4 separate regions of the Mus musculus genome follow, and all the other regions are linked to region 1. A link is a contact called in public Hi-C, HiChIP or PLAC-seq and promoter capture Hi-C data. All regions are on one chromosome and are shown on one strand. Each heading gives the region's core, a stretch centred on a gene start, on an enhancer-like site or on the middle of the called end of the contact. The rest is flanking DNA. Distances are from core to core; before and after follow the strand shown.

Region 1 (2,700 bases), core at 7-2,506:
GAGGGGCCCCGTCTTAGGCTTGCTGAGACCAGCGGGAACCGGGGCCTCCTGTGAAGTGGCCGAGCAGTGGGAAGGAGCTGGAGAGCGGGCAGAAGAGCATGAGGGGGTGCTTAGGTGGGCTTTGGGAGGCTCGGGAGAGTCAGGCGCTTTAGTGTCAGAATGGTCTGGGAACACGGCCCATAGAGGATGTACAGGCACAGAATCTGGCATGCCCCTCCCTCCAGCATGAAGCCCTTCCTCCCTCGCAAGGCAGAACACTGAGAGTGCTCGGAGCAGATGGTGGCTTCAGTGTGGCCTCTCAGGCTGCTCAGACTACTCCTTCCCCATAGCACCTTTCCTAGGTCCCACACTATACCCTATCAGTTTCTCTGGGTTTGTGGGACACACTCTGCGAGATTCCTTCAGCCTTCTGTCTCAGGTACCCTGACCCCCATCGAGCGAGCGTGTGGGCAGAGAAAATGGGGAAGAAACGGGCCCTGGCTCCCAGGGCCATAGCGGGTGGAAAGTGACCCCTCTCTGATCTCAGGGTGAAGTCAGGAAAGGTATTTGGGGACACAGCTCACAGCCAGTGCCCCGGGACAGGCAACCACCAGCAACCCCCCGGAGGGTGAAATCGGATAAGTACCAGGCCAGATTCCACGTGGGCAGTTCCCCTTTGGACAAGTCAGTCCCCAGCACATCCCAGGCTGTTTCTGCTTGCAGGGGTAGGCAGTCCACTGGTGGAGGAGGCTGGGCTGGGGTGAAAGGTCAGCCAAGAAGGAATGGGGGAGTGAAAGGGGCGTGTTACAGAGAGCCCATGTGTGTTAAAGTCACCCAGGAGAGGGGCTGGAAAGACCAGTCATGAGAAGGCTAGATTTAGGGAGTAGTCTCAGAGAGGAGGCTGTGACAGGGGCTGTAACTGTGTGTCTTAGAGGGGCCTCAGGATTGCATGGAAGTGGATCCTGGCCTGGACTCTCTCTGGATTTCTGAGGATCTCGAATTGAGGGGCAACCTGGATACTGGAGCCAGGTCCAGGGTCTCAAGATTTGTGAAGGGTAGGTGAGAGGGTAACTCTCTCTCGGCTCACCTGTAGACATCGGTCCAGAGCTGCGTGCCCAGCACGTACACCGCCTCCACGCGGCTCCCATACTGCAGCCGCACGGTCCGTTCCCGCAGCATATTTTCCCGTATAGGCGGCTGCATTCCGTGCTGCTCCCAGGAATAAGCACCTGCTGCAGGTAAGCCCTCCGCTGCTGCGCCTGCGCTCGCTGCCGAGCAGCCGGCGGCCTTAAGCAGCAGCCGGGGGCGGGGCGTGGGCGGGGCTTCCCGCCGGACTCCTCTTGGATTGGATCTGCAAACCCGTCCGTCAAGCCTGGCCCCGCCCTCCAAGCCCCTCTGCCCGCAAGTTGTCAATTCCTGTTTTCCGTGTTTGGCTTGTTCATTCTTTTATTCAGTAAATTCCCCTTTCTGGACGCTCCCCCTCACCTCCAGCTCCGAGGGGCAGAAAGTGCGAGCAGGAGTAGCCGAAGGGACAGGGCAGGAGTGAATAGGTGGCAACCAAAGCCAGTCTGGGGCCGGAGAATGCTTCTCAGAGGAAACCCTGAGGCTTCTTAAAGATCTTGGCAACACCAGGGGGTGGAGAGGAGCCTCCTGAACACCTTCTGGAAGCTGGACACCCCCCATATTAGATCCACATTGCCATGAGAAATAGGGAGTGGGGTGGAGTGGGGGGAACTGTGGCCCTGGCAGGGACCAGAATGCTAAGCCCAGGCATGAGAGCGACAGCATGAGCCTGGAATGGGGCTATCTGGGAGTGCATTCTGGCTGCCCCAGACAGCGTTGAGCATACTGAGCTGGAGCCAGTAGTGAAGACCCCGGATGGGGCGTGAGAGGACTGGCGAGGAGAGGACTGATCTGTGTGGTGTTTATGGATGGAGATTTGGGTGGCTCCCGGTGGCTGGGAGGATGTGCCTGGTTGAAGGACAATGGGCTGACGGGGCAGAGGATTAGGGCTCCAGCCTGCGACACCAAAAGACGTGCCAAGGTAGAGGTCAATGTATGGTCCTGAAGGCCAAGGTGCACCGTGACATCTAGTGGCAGGGTGGGGTCTGAAGCACTCTGAACCCCACCCTCAGGCCCTTTCTTTCTGAACTCAACCCTGGGGCTATGCAATTTGAGGAAGTGGCTTTTTCGTTAAGGGAATGGAGACTGAAGGGCGGGTGGAGGGGTGAATGTTGGAGAGGGAGGGGGACTGAAGGGAGCCCCAGCAAAGGGCACACTGAATTAAACGCATTGCTCATAGGTATGCCCAGGCACGCCCAGCGGCCCTCGACTCCATCCTTCTCCTCCAGATGCCCAAATTAGGAGATGGTAAAGACCCCAGCTGTTCCTGGGTATCAGGGATCTAGGAGGAATGTGGGTGGAGAAGCAGAGAGCCAGAATCTCAGCCAGAGGGGTCACTGTCTCCTGAAAGGCTTGGGGTTCAGATCCTGGGAGAAGCTGCTAACTTCTGATTGGTCCCTGGGAGAGCGTTCTCCAATCAGGAGGCAGCTTGTGGGAAAGAATCCAAGAGGCACCAGACTGGGAACCCCTGCCCTGCTAAGGTGGGCTCGGGTCTGAGGACCCCTCTGCAGGCAAGCAAGAGTTCCCACCTCCAACACGGGCAGAACGGTCCTGTATGTCACTCACTCCTTCCATGTCTCCTGTCAAGCAAGTGAGTCC
Region 2 (2,700 bases), core at 131-2,630, 180 kb after region 1:
TATCTTCCACAATCTACCTAGTAGACACCCACATATGTGGCTTCTTAAAACTTGATACTTCATTTTGTAATAGCCTCTTGTGTTGGGCTTATGAGTGGCTAATTCTGTGAAAGCCAGTGGCCACTTGGCATCAGACTCGTATCTGACTAACGGTTCTGTGCCTCCATGTCCTGGATTGGGAAGGGCTCAGCCTGGTTGTAAGATGCTAGAATAAGGTCAGTGCTAATAGACCTCTGGGCAGGGAGACTATTCCAGGACCAGCTACAACTTGGAGCAACACTGGCCAGCGTGAGGGTGATTTGGATAAGTTGACAATCCAAATTCACTTATGTGACCCTCCACCTCCAGAAAGTGTGCTTTGTGTTTTCCCTTTGGAGACAGGGTCTCAAGTTGCCCAGGCCAGCCTTGAACTCCCTATGTAAAGGGCTGAAGAGATGACTCAAAAGGTAAAGACCATTAAGCCTGGCAACCAAGTGTGACCCCTGGGGCCCACACAGGACAGATTCCCATCTTCATGGACGGTTCTACCACATCTATGTAGGTACACCCGCAAACACAAAACCTGAAATGCTAACAATTTCCTTGCCTCTGCTTGAGTGCTGGCTGGCATGCGTGTACCTATGTTGACAGTGGGGGGGTGTAACCCAGTATTCTGGCAACATTCTGGTGTGATGGACAAGCACTTCACCGGAATGGCAAGCCTAGCACTTCTTAGCACCGAGCCCCAGGAGTCCTGTTTCCCTTGAAACACTTAGGGGATGGAGGGATGGCTCAGTGGTTAATGTCTGCAGACGTTCTTCCAGAGGACCCACACGGCAGTTCGCGACCATCAGTAATTCCAGTCCTAGGGGCTCTGTTGTGGATTGGTTTTATTGTTACTTGTATTAGTTTGGCCCCCAAAATTATGGGGAACCCACATATCTATGTGTAAGACGCTGAGCTGGTTCTGATTGGCAAATAAAGTTGTTGGAAGCCAATGGCTGGGCAAGGAGACAGAGGCAGGACCTCAGATTTCCTGGCCACGGGAACCCTAGCGATTCAGAATGGTCCTGTCATGTCGGGGAAGCAGAAGGATCACGTGTGAGAAGTACAAGACAGACAGACAATACATGAGAGTCAGGGATTATGGCCTGAGTCCGGGGCAGCCAAGATGGAATACAGGTTTTAGTAATAATTTCGGGATATCAGAGGGGAGGGTGTGTTAGCCACAGGGAGGTTTAGAAGTGCCCAGACACTGAGCTGCTTAACGCATATTAGAATAGAAGGCTGTGTGTGTCTTTTATTCTAGTATCTAGAGCTTCGGGGTGAAGGAGTCCCTTGCTATCTGCCAGAGAGATTAGAGCGGATTTATAAACTCCCACAAGAGGGCTTCTCCATCTGGTCTCCAGGCAGTCTGTGACACATGGTACAGCTGCATATGGAAGCAAACCCACACACAGAGCAATGAAGCTTTAAACACGGAGATCACAGGCTCGGCTCTGCCTACCCTTGCTGACTCTAAATTATGGTCACTCTGTCCAGAGACTGGATAAGGCTGTGTCTTGGGCCTCTCCAACACTAGTCCACCAGAGTCTCGTACCTTCCCAACAAGGGTAAACATTCGATGGCAGATCAAGGTCCCCCACAGCCCACTTCATCCTAAGGAAACTGCCAATGGGAGGCTGTGGGAGGCTGCTGGCTCTCCAGACACAGCTGCAACTAGCAGGCTCCAGACCTTGCAAGGACAACTTGTAAAACAGTGACTCTCAGCCTGTGGGTCCCAACCTCCCTGAGGCTGAATGACCCCTTTCACAGACCACTGGGAAACACAGATACTGACATTAAAAATTGGTTAACAATAGCAAATTTGTTACGAGGCAGCCATGTAATTTTAATGGTTGGGGGTCACCACAGGAACTGTATTAAAGAGTCTCGGCATTAGGAAAGTTGAGAGCCTTTGCTGTAGAAAGTAGGGGTCTCTTTAGCTCTGCAGGAACTGTCCCAAGGCCACTCCTGAGAGGTGGCCAGGGGACACAACTGGGACCTCTCAGGGTCCGTCTGCCCACCAGGCCCCTTCCCTGTGACCGAGCTCACCGCCTGTCTACAACTTTCCTCTACAAAACATTAAGAACAGTGACCTGACTTCAGGACTGTCATGTGTTACAGGAAATAGCAGCCAGGATATGTAGTAGCCCCCCCCCCCCGCCCCCCAAGACATCAGTCCAAGCTCCATTCCTGTGGCATAAAAGGCTAACCTTACAGTGCCCCCTGGTGGGCAATTGGCAGAAAGGAAGGGGCCAGGCACCCTCTGATCCTTTGTGAAGTTTGGAGGCTGATTACAAGTGCTCCTGGAAGGGTTGCACCCTACAGACTGCTCATAAGGTTGGGTAGAGGTAAGCAAGCCAGAAAACGCTTGTTCACTCACAACCAAAACCCAAGTCTTGGAACGCCTTAGGTCAAATCTACACATATGTGGGTGGGATGGCTCACACCTTTACTGCCAGCACTCGGTAGGCCCCTGGCAGGTTGTAGACGGTTTTGTGCACTGTGTAAAGGTTATCCATGTGTTACTCAAATGCTGATTTCTCTGCCCCCCCCCGCACGCCCCCCCCCCCCCGTTTCCATTCAGACACTGCACTGTAATGCTTTATAGTCAATCTTCTGTCTTTCCACCAGCCAGGGGAAGCAGAGGGTCAGAGAAGACAGCGAGGGAAGAAACTT
Region 3 (2,700 bases), core at 183-2,682, 160 kb after region 1:
CTGTGCCCTGCACCAAGGTCTTCTGGGAAATATGAAGTTTCCATACAGAATCTCCTTAATTAACCTAGGCTGGCTCCCTATTCTTGTTCCTCCTGCCTCCATCTACCCAGTTCTGGGATTGCAGACGTGAGCCACCATGCTCGGCTCTTAATGAGCAAATAACAGGGACGTGGAGGCAGATAGTTCTCTACCAAGGAGCTATGCTCCCACCTATCCCCTTTTCAGAACATTGGCACAGTCTTGTTAAATTGACCAATCTAGACTTGAAGTCACTCGGTAATCACAGGCTAGCCTACCTCAGCTGGATCTTTTTTTCCCCCCTGACAACACATACATATACTATGGAATGCAATACAGAATTTGGCGGCTTTTTGAAACAGAGCATCATTCTGAAACCCAGGCTGGTCTCAAACTCACAGAAATCCTCCTGCCTCAGTGTGGGTGCTGAACAGGTGACAGGCAGGGACTACCATGTGTGGCTTTGTAGTCTGATCTAGGAATGCCAATACTGAAGAGACCATGAACCTCAAAGATGTATGTGTCATCTCAGCGACTCCACAGGGCACGAGAATGCTGACCCCCCCCATTTTAGCAGTTTTGAACTGCACAGTAGATATACAATTTCCTTTCTGCTTCGTGTGTGTGTGTGTGTGTGTTCTCACACCACAGTGCACATGTGAAGGTCAGAGGTCAGCCTAAAGGGATAACAGCTGTAAGCCAGGCTGCACAGGTCTAGCCCATGCACCAGCTCCTGCTGCCCATCCCCCACCCTACCCGCCCTGATGCTAACAAGAGACACAGCTGTGACTGACTGGCTTATCATCGTTATCACCCGGGAAAAGGATGCAGATTGCCTGCCAGGATCAGGGATTTGCAGAGCTAGCTATAGCTTCCTGACACTTCTGTGAGCATAGCACTTTACCAAGTACCCCCACTAGCTGCCAAGAAGCACACATCCTAGAACAGTGGTCCTCAACCTTCTTAGTGCTGCAACCCTTTAATACAGGTGGTGACCCCCAACCATAAGCTTATTTCGTTGCTACCTCATAACTGTGATTTTGCTACTGTTATGAATCATAATATGCAGGATATCTGATGTGTGACACCACCACCATCCCAGCCTTGAGGCCAAAACAGGTTGAGAGCTACTGTCCTAGAACCAAGACTCCCCCATAATCTTGAGATGTAGCACCCAGACCAGTGGGAAGGGCAGAGCCCCAAGCTGTTAGACTCCAATTTCCTAGGGCTGCAGGGTCTACAGGCAGCAGCTGCTAAAACTTTGATGCTGAGTAGAAGGATCTCTCCCTTCACCCTTCCCCCTACCTCCTTCTCCTCTTCCTCCTCCTCCAGGCTCACCTGTGAACCCTTAACAAGGGGGCGGGCTGGGGTGGTCCTTACCTCTACTAAAGAGGAAGGCCAGGAAGCCCCACCGTCCTAGGCAATTACTCTGGTGGGTAAGGACTGCTGACAGTGGCTAGCTTGGTAAGCCCAGCCATGTCTTTTCAGAACTCACTCAGCCTGTCTCTGGTCAATCCCACCCATGCCCTCTGCATGGTAGGCATGGAAATCACCTTGGACATCAGCAAGTAAGGCTTAGCGGGTGTCTGTAGGGGTAATGAGAAGGGAGGGTCTGGGCAGAGTCCCTGTGCCCAGAAGTCCGAGGTTAGCGCTCTCAGCTGAACTGACCGACCCCAAGGAAATCTGGCTTGGTCTCTGAGAGCCCTCCCATCCCAGCTCGGGATACTGACTTACAGCTTTCTCTGCCTCTTGCAAGATCCCTGTTAGCTTCGAAGGTGTCCTTGAGTAGGCGGGGGTTGTGTCTTACGGTTCTGGCATCTGCTCACTCCATGACTGTGAAGCTGAGGCTTGTATGTAAAATGAAGATGTGATCCTCACAAGGAGGCTTTGGGGGAGCGGGAGGTTGGGGTGGGACATCCATCAAAGGCGTGGAGGTCCTGGGGGTCGAGATGGTAAGAGAGGCTGAAGACGTTAGCGCCCGCCCCCCCCCCCACAAGCTTCACTGACAACTCTCCTCAATTCCGTAAGATGGATGCAGACTCCAGATCGGGGGCTGTCCTGGAACCCTGTCGCCTCATCGGTTGGTGAGTCTTCTAACCTGTATTGTCTCCTTCAAACCAGGTGTGCACCAGACAAGTGCAAGTCTTTCACCATCCGTGGTTCCCCCAGGATCTTGATCCACATCTCTAGCTCCGTCATCGCTGGCAAAGAGGACACTGTGGTCTGGAGGTCAATGAACCATCCCACAGTGGCATTGGTGAGGATGGTGGCGCCCAGCCCCACTGTGGATGAAGACAAGGTGAGCCATGGAGGGGAGAGGGGTAACCTTTAACCTACCCAGGTGATCTCAATGTGGAAGCTGGCAAGCCTAGCTGAAGGCCATTGGCAACAGGCCTGCCTACCCAAGGCAGACCCAGCTGCAGCTGTCTGTGGGCAGGGAGAGAGAGGCAGTTAAGGGATGGTGAGTGGGCGGAACCTGCCCATCTATGTGTCGGCGGAAGGCAGTTTCCTTCAGCGAGTGGCTCACTTGGGTAAGCACTGTACCTTGAGTCGGGCCAGAACCAGTGTTGTACCCTGAGCTGAGCAGTGCATACCTATTAAGCCCAATTAACCAGGAGGAGGGTCAGCAGTTGGAGGTCCTAACCTGAGCTACAGAGCCAGCTCCAAGCCAGGGCAAACGAC
Region 4 (2,700 bases), core at 74-2,573, 170 kb before region 1:
GAGGCGGGCAGATTTCGGAGTTCGAGGCCAGCCTGGTCTACAGAGTGAGTTCCAGGACAGCCAGGACTGCACAGAGAAATCCTGTCTCGAAAAACCAAAAAACTGAGCCAGGCGTGGTGGCACACGCCTTTAATCCCAGCACTCGGGAGGCAGAGGCAGGTGGATTTCTGAGTTTGAGGCCAGCCTGGTCTACAAAATGAGTTCCAGGACAGCCTGGGCTACACAGAGAAACCCTGTCTCAAAAAAAACCAACAAAAACAAAAAACCCAAAAAATCAACAAAACAAAACAAACATCAAACCGAGGCATTTTTCAAACCGTTGGTGGAGACCTCAGGCAGGTGAGTCACCGCAAAGCCGGGAAACATCATTTATGGCCCTTACTTGCTATCTGATGACATTCTTAGCCTTTATTGGTGAAAGCTGGCATTTGTACCTTCCAAAGGATTTACCTAATAGTCACAAGGATCTTAGGTCACATACAGAGGTGGCCAATAAATGGCTATTTAGAGGGTCAAGATAACTCAAAATCAATTCGCCTCCCAATCTGCCTTATTCTAGCTTTTCACAAGTGATCAACCTCGTGGAAGGATTAGGAGGTGTGTCCTCGTTGGAAAAGCTGTGATGGGGGTTTGGTCTTTGAGTTTTCCAAAAGCCCGTATCAGGCCCGGGTCACTGTCGTCCGTGCTCCCCTTCCTCCCGCCCCATCCCTGTGTGCTGTGGCCCTTCCACCCCCACCAGGATCATGACGTACAGCTCTCAGCTGCTTCTCTGGTATCACGCCTGCCTGCATGCCGCCATGCTCTCCCGCATGCTAATCATGGACTAAGCCTCTGAAACTGTAAGCAAGCCCCCAATGAAAGGATTTCTTTTTGTAAGTGTTGCCTTGGTCATAGTGTCTCTTCACAGCAAAGACAACCAGGAACTTTGGTTCACAACTTTGATTTGTACTCCTGTTGCGCTAAGCCACTGGGGCCTTGCGCACATAGTAGGTTATAAAAAGTTGTGGAGCGAGATTCCTCCAGAAGCCTCTGAGAACCTTCTGGGATTGGCGGGGACAAGGACATTCCGTCAGAAGGGCAGGGCTGCAGGGTATCTTGCATATCAGCCACCCTGGTCTAGGGTATAGAGTTTGAACTACAACCAGGTTCGGGATTAGGCTCAGATCAGCGGCATCTCGAGCTTCTCAGGTCCCACAGCAGCAGAGAGCAATCGCTTCACGGTCTGATCTGAGGCGCCCGGCAGAGGGCACTCGGGAGCGATCGGGGGGTCCCCCGGAGCTTCCGCTCTAGACAGAACTTGGTCATAGAGTCGCATCACTTCCGGTCCTGAAGGGGCGGGGAGAAGCCGGAAGTCCCGAGGGCTCGGGCGATAGAGATGGAGGAGAGTGAGTACGAGTCTGTTCTGTGTGTCAAGCCGGAGGTCCACGTCTACCGCATCCCGCCGCGGGCCACCAACCGTGGTTACAGGTGACCGTTCCTGGCTTAATCTTCCCGTCCCCCGCCCCGGCATGCACTGCGGGGGACGAGGACCGGTTGTCGGGTTTAGGGGCGGAAAGGATGGAGCCCTGTGGCTACTTTAATCGGGGCCAGACTTAGGAGGGGTCGCTGGCCCTGAGCCGTCAGCGGGACGCCGGCAACGGTCGCAGCCAGCTCCTGGGGACCCGAGAGCGCAGTGGGTTCCCTCGGCGGGGTCTACGGGTCGTGTCACAGCGCTAACCGACAGTCGTGACGGGATCCCAGAAAACCCTGCCACCCGCGGAAATCCCCGCCGGGAGGGCACGGGAGGGAACCCGGCCATCTGGGGGACCCGTCCCACGAAGCCCAGGGACGCTGTTCCTATCTCCGGCTCTCCTGACCCCAGTTTCACCCCTGATCACAACATACTTGCAGCTGGGAGGATACCGCCGCCCTTGTCTTGAGTGAGCGTCACCTGAGGCAAATAAACTCAAATGCCTGTAAACACACGGAGTGTCTCCGGAAGGGAACCCAGGACTCTAGTCTAGGAGAGGAGACACAAAGTTGGACACCTTCCCTAACTGAAAAAGATGAAAAATACGTGGTGTGTCCTGTGCCCTGTGGTGGGGTGTTGCTACTTAGGCTGGGTGGCTCTCGAAGGCGATGGGTGTCTGAGTTGTTTGGAAACAGGTCGTCGGGTACCACAAATGTGTTGGAGGGCCAACTCCATCTGCCCTTTGCGCTATGTAACACAGGCTCATAACATTTTCTGAATGGGTATCTTAGAACACTTAACTGTGTCGGTGCGATGATTTTAAAATAATATTAAAATGACAAGAATGGAGGTCAGCAAGCTACAGCTGCCTGTGCTTGCTTTTGCGTGTCTGGGTGTGGTGCGGGTGCATGCAGAAGCCACAGGAGTTCCAGCCAGTGTCTTGCTTTTTTCATGTCCGTTGTTCCCTTGAGGTGGCCCCTAACTGAAGCTGGGGTTGGCTGTTTTCATCTAGACTAGGTGTTCAGCAAGCCCAGTGAAACTCCTTTCTCTGCCCCACCCCACACAGTGGAGGGTCTACAGGTAGCTGGAGCCAGACCTGGCTTTTAGGCGCTAGAGATCCAAACTCGGGGCCTCAAGCTTGCTCATCTGCACCGAATCATCTCCACAGCTGTCTCCCTTTCCTTTCTTGTTATCAAACCGGAGATTGGCAGTCTACCCCTATCTGTTGGGTCTTCGTTCAGTAGACTAGG

The links. Promoter capture Hi-C pulls out the DNA fragments that hold promoters and counts their contacts. A called contact is a pair of places that touch in the nucleus more often than the background predicts. HiChIP or PLAC-seq counts read pairs in DNA pulled down with a chosen protein or histone mark.
Region 2: a promoter capture Hi-C map of hippocampal neurons shows a contact between it and region 1, with 10 times the contacts expected there. The contact joins the enhancer-like site here to the promoter of Padi2 in region 1. A contact is called at or near these places in 24 of 39 promoter capture datasets (the 3T3-L1 cell line, 3T3-L1-derived adipocytes, the C10 cell line and 16 more), 6 of 15 datasets of contacts at CTCF or cohesin (the NIH/3T3 cell line, embryonic stem cells, hippocampal excitatory neurons and 3 more), 108 of 484 Hi-C or Micro-C datasets (B cells, the Ba/F3 cell line, the C2C12 cell line and 61 more), 23 of 115 datasets of contacts at active chromatin or transcription factors (the HPC-7 cell line, VIP interneurons, astrocytes and 14 more) and 4 of 9 other capture datasets (adipose tissue, embryonic stem cells, liver and 1 more).
Region 3: an H3K4me3 HiChIP or PLAC-seq map of embryonic stem cells shows a contact between it and region 1, with 22 read pairs. The contact joins the promoter of Padi6 here to the promoter of Padi2 in region 1. A contact is called at or near these places in 21 of 39 promoter capture datasets (the 3T3-L1 cell line, 3T3-L1-derived adipocytes, the C10 cell line and 15 more), 1 of 15 datasets of contacts at CTCF or cohesin (embryonic stem cells), 19 of 484 Hi-C or Micro-C datasets (the G1E-ER4 cell line, bone marrow-derived macrophages, colorectal tumor organoids and 9 more), 16 of 115 datasets of contacts at active chromatin or transcription factors (astrocytes, bone marrow-derived macrophages, craniofacial prominence and 10 more) and 3 of 9 other capture datasets (adipose tissue, liver and macrophages).
Region 4: a Hi-C map of CD8 T cells shows a contact between it and region 1, with 2.9 times the contacts expected there. The contact joins the promoter of Necap2 here to the promoter of Padi2 in region 1. A contact is called at or near these places in 4 of 39 promoter capture datasets (the C10 cell line, the HPC-7 cell line, cranial neural crest and 1 more), 16 of 484 Hi-C or Micro-C datasets (B cells, the Ba/F3 cell line, CD4 T cells and 9 more), 8 of 115 datasets of contacts at active chromatin or transcription factors (the HPC-7 cell line, T-cell acute lymphoblastic leukemia, bone marrow-derived macrophages and 3 more) and 2 of 9 other capture datasets (liver and pancreatic islet).

Annotation. Positions count from the first base shown.
Region 1 is chr4:140,904,916-140,907,615 of GRCm38.p6, reverse strand. It overlaps Padi2 (peptidyl arginine deiminase, type II), which reads right to left and starts at 1,256. Exons shown (of 16, transcript NM_008812.2): 1 at 1,067-1,256. The coding sequence starts at 1,182.
Region 2 is chr4:140,723,626-140,726,325 of GRCm38.p6, reverse strand. No RefSeq gene overlaps it. Among named protein-coding and RNA genes, the nearest start is that of Padi6, 18 kb to the left of the region's middle. Within about 2 kb of position 1,380, at least 32 of the 459 cell types and tissues checked have an H3K27ac peak or open chromatin away from gene starts, as enhancers often do. A contact at or near this core is called in Sertoli cells, cortical neurons, epiblast stem cells and 6 more, where this site is marked.
Region 3 is chr4:140,741,375-140,744,074 of GRCm38.p6, reverse strand. Padi6 (peptidyl arginine deiminase, type VI) reads left to right here and starts at 1,432. Exons shown (of 16, transcript NM_153106.2): 1 at 1,432-1,586; 2 at 2,140-2,317. The coding sequence starts at 1,495.
Region 4 is chr4:141,076,980-141,079,679 of GRCm38.p6, reverse strand. It overlaps Necap2 (NECAP endocytosis associated 2), which reads left to right and starts at 1,323. Exons shown (of 8, transcript NM_025383.4): 1 at 1,323-1,467. The coding sequence starts at 1,376.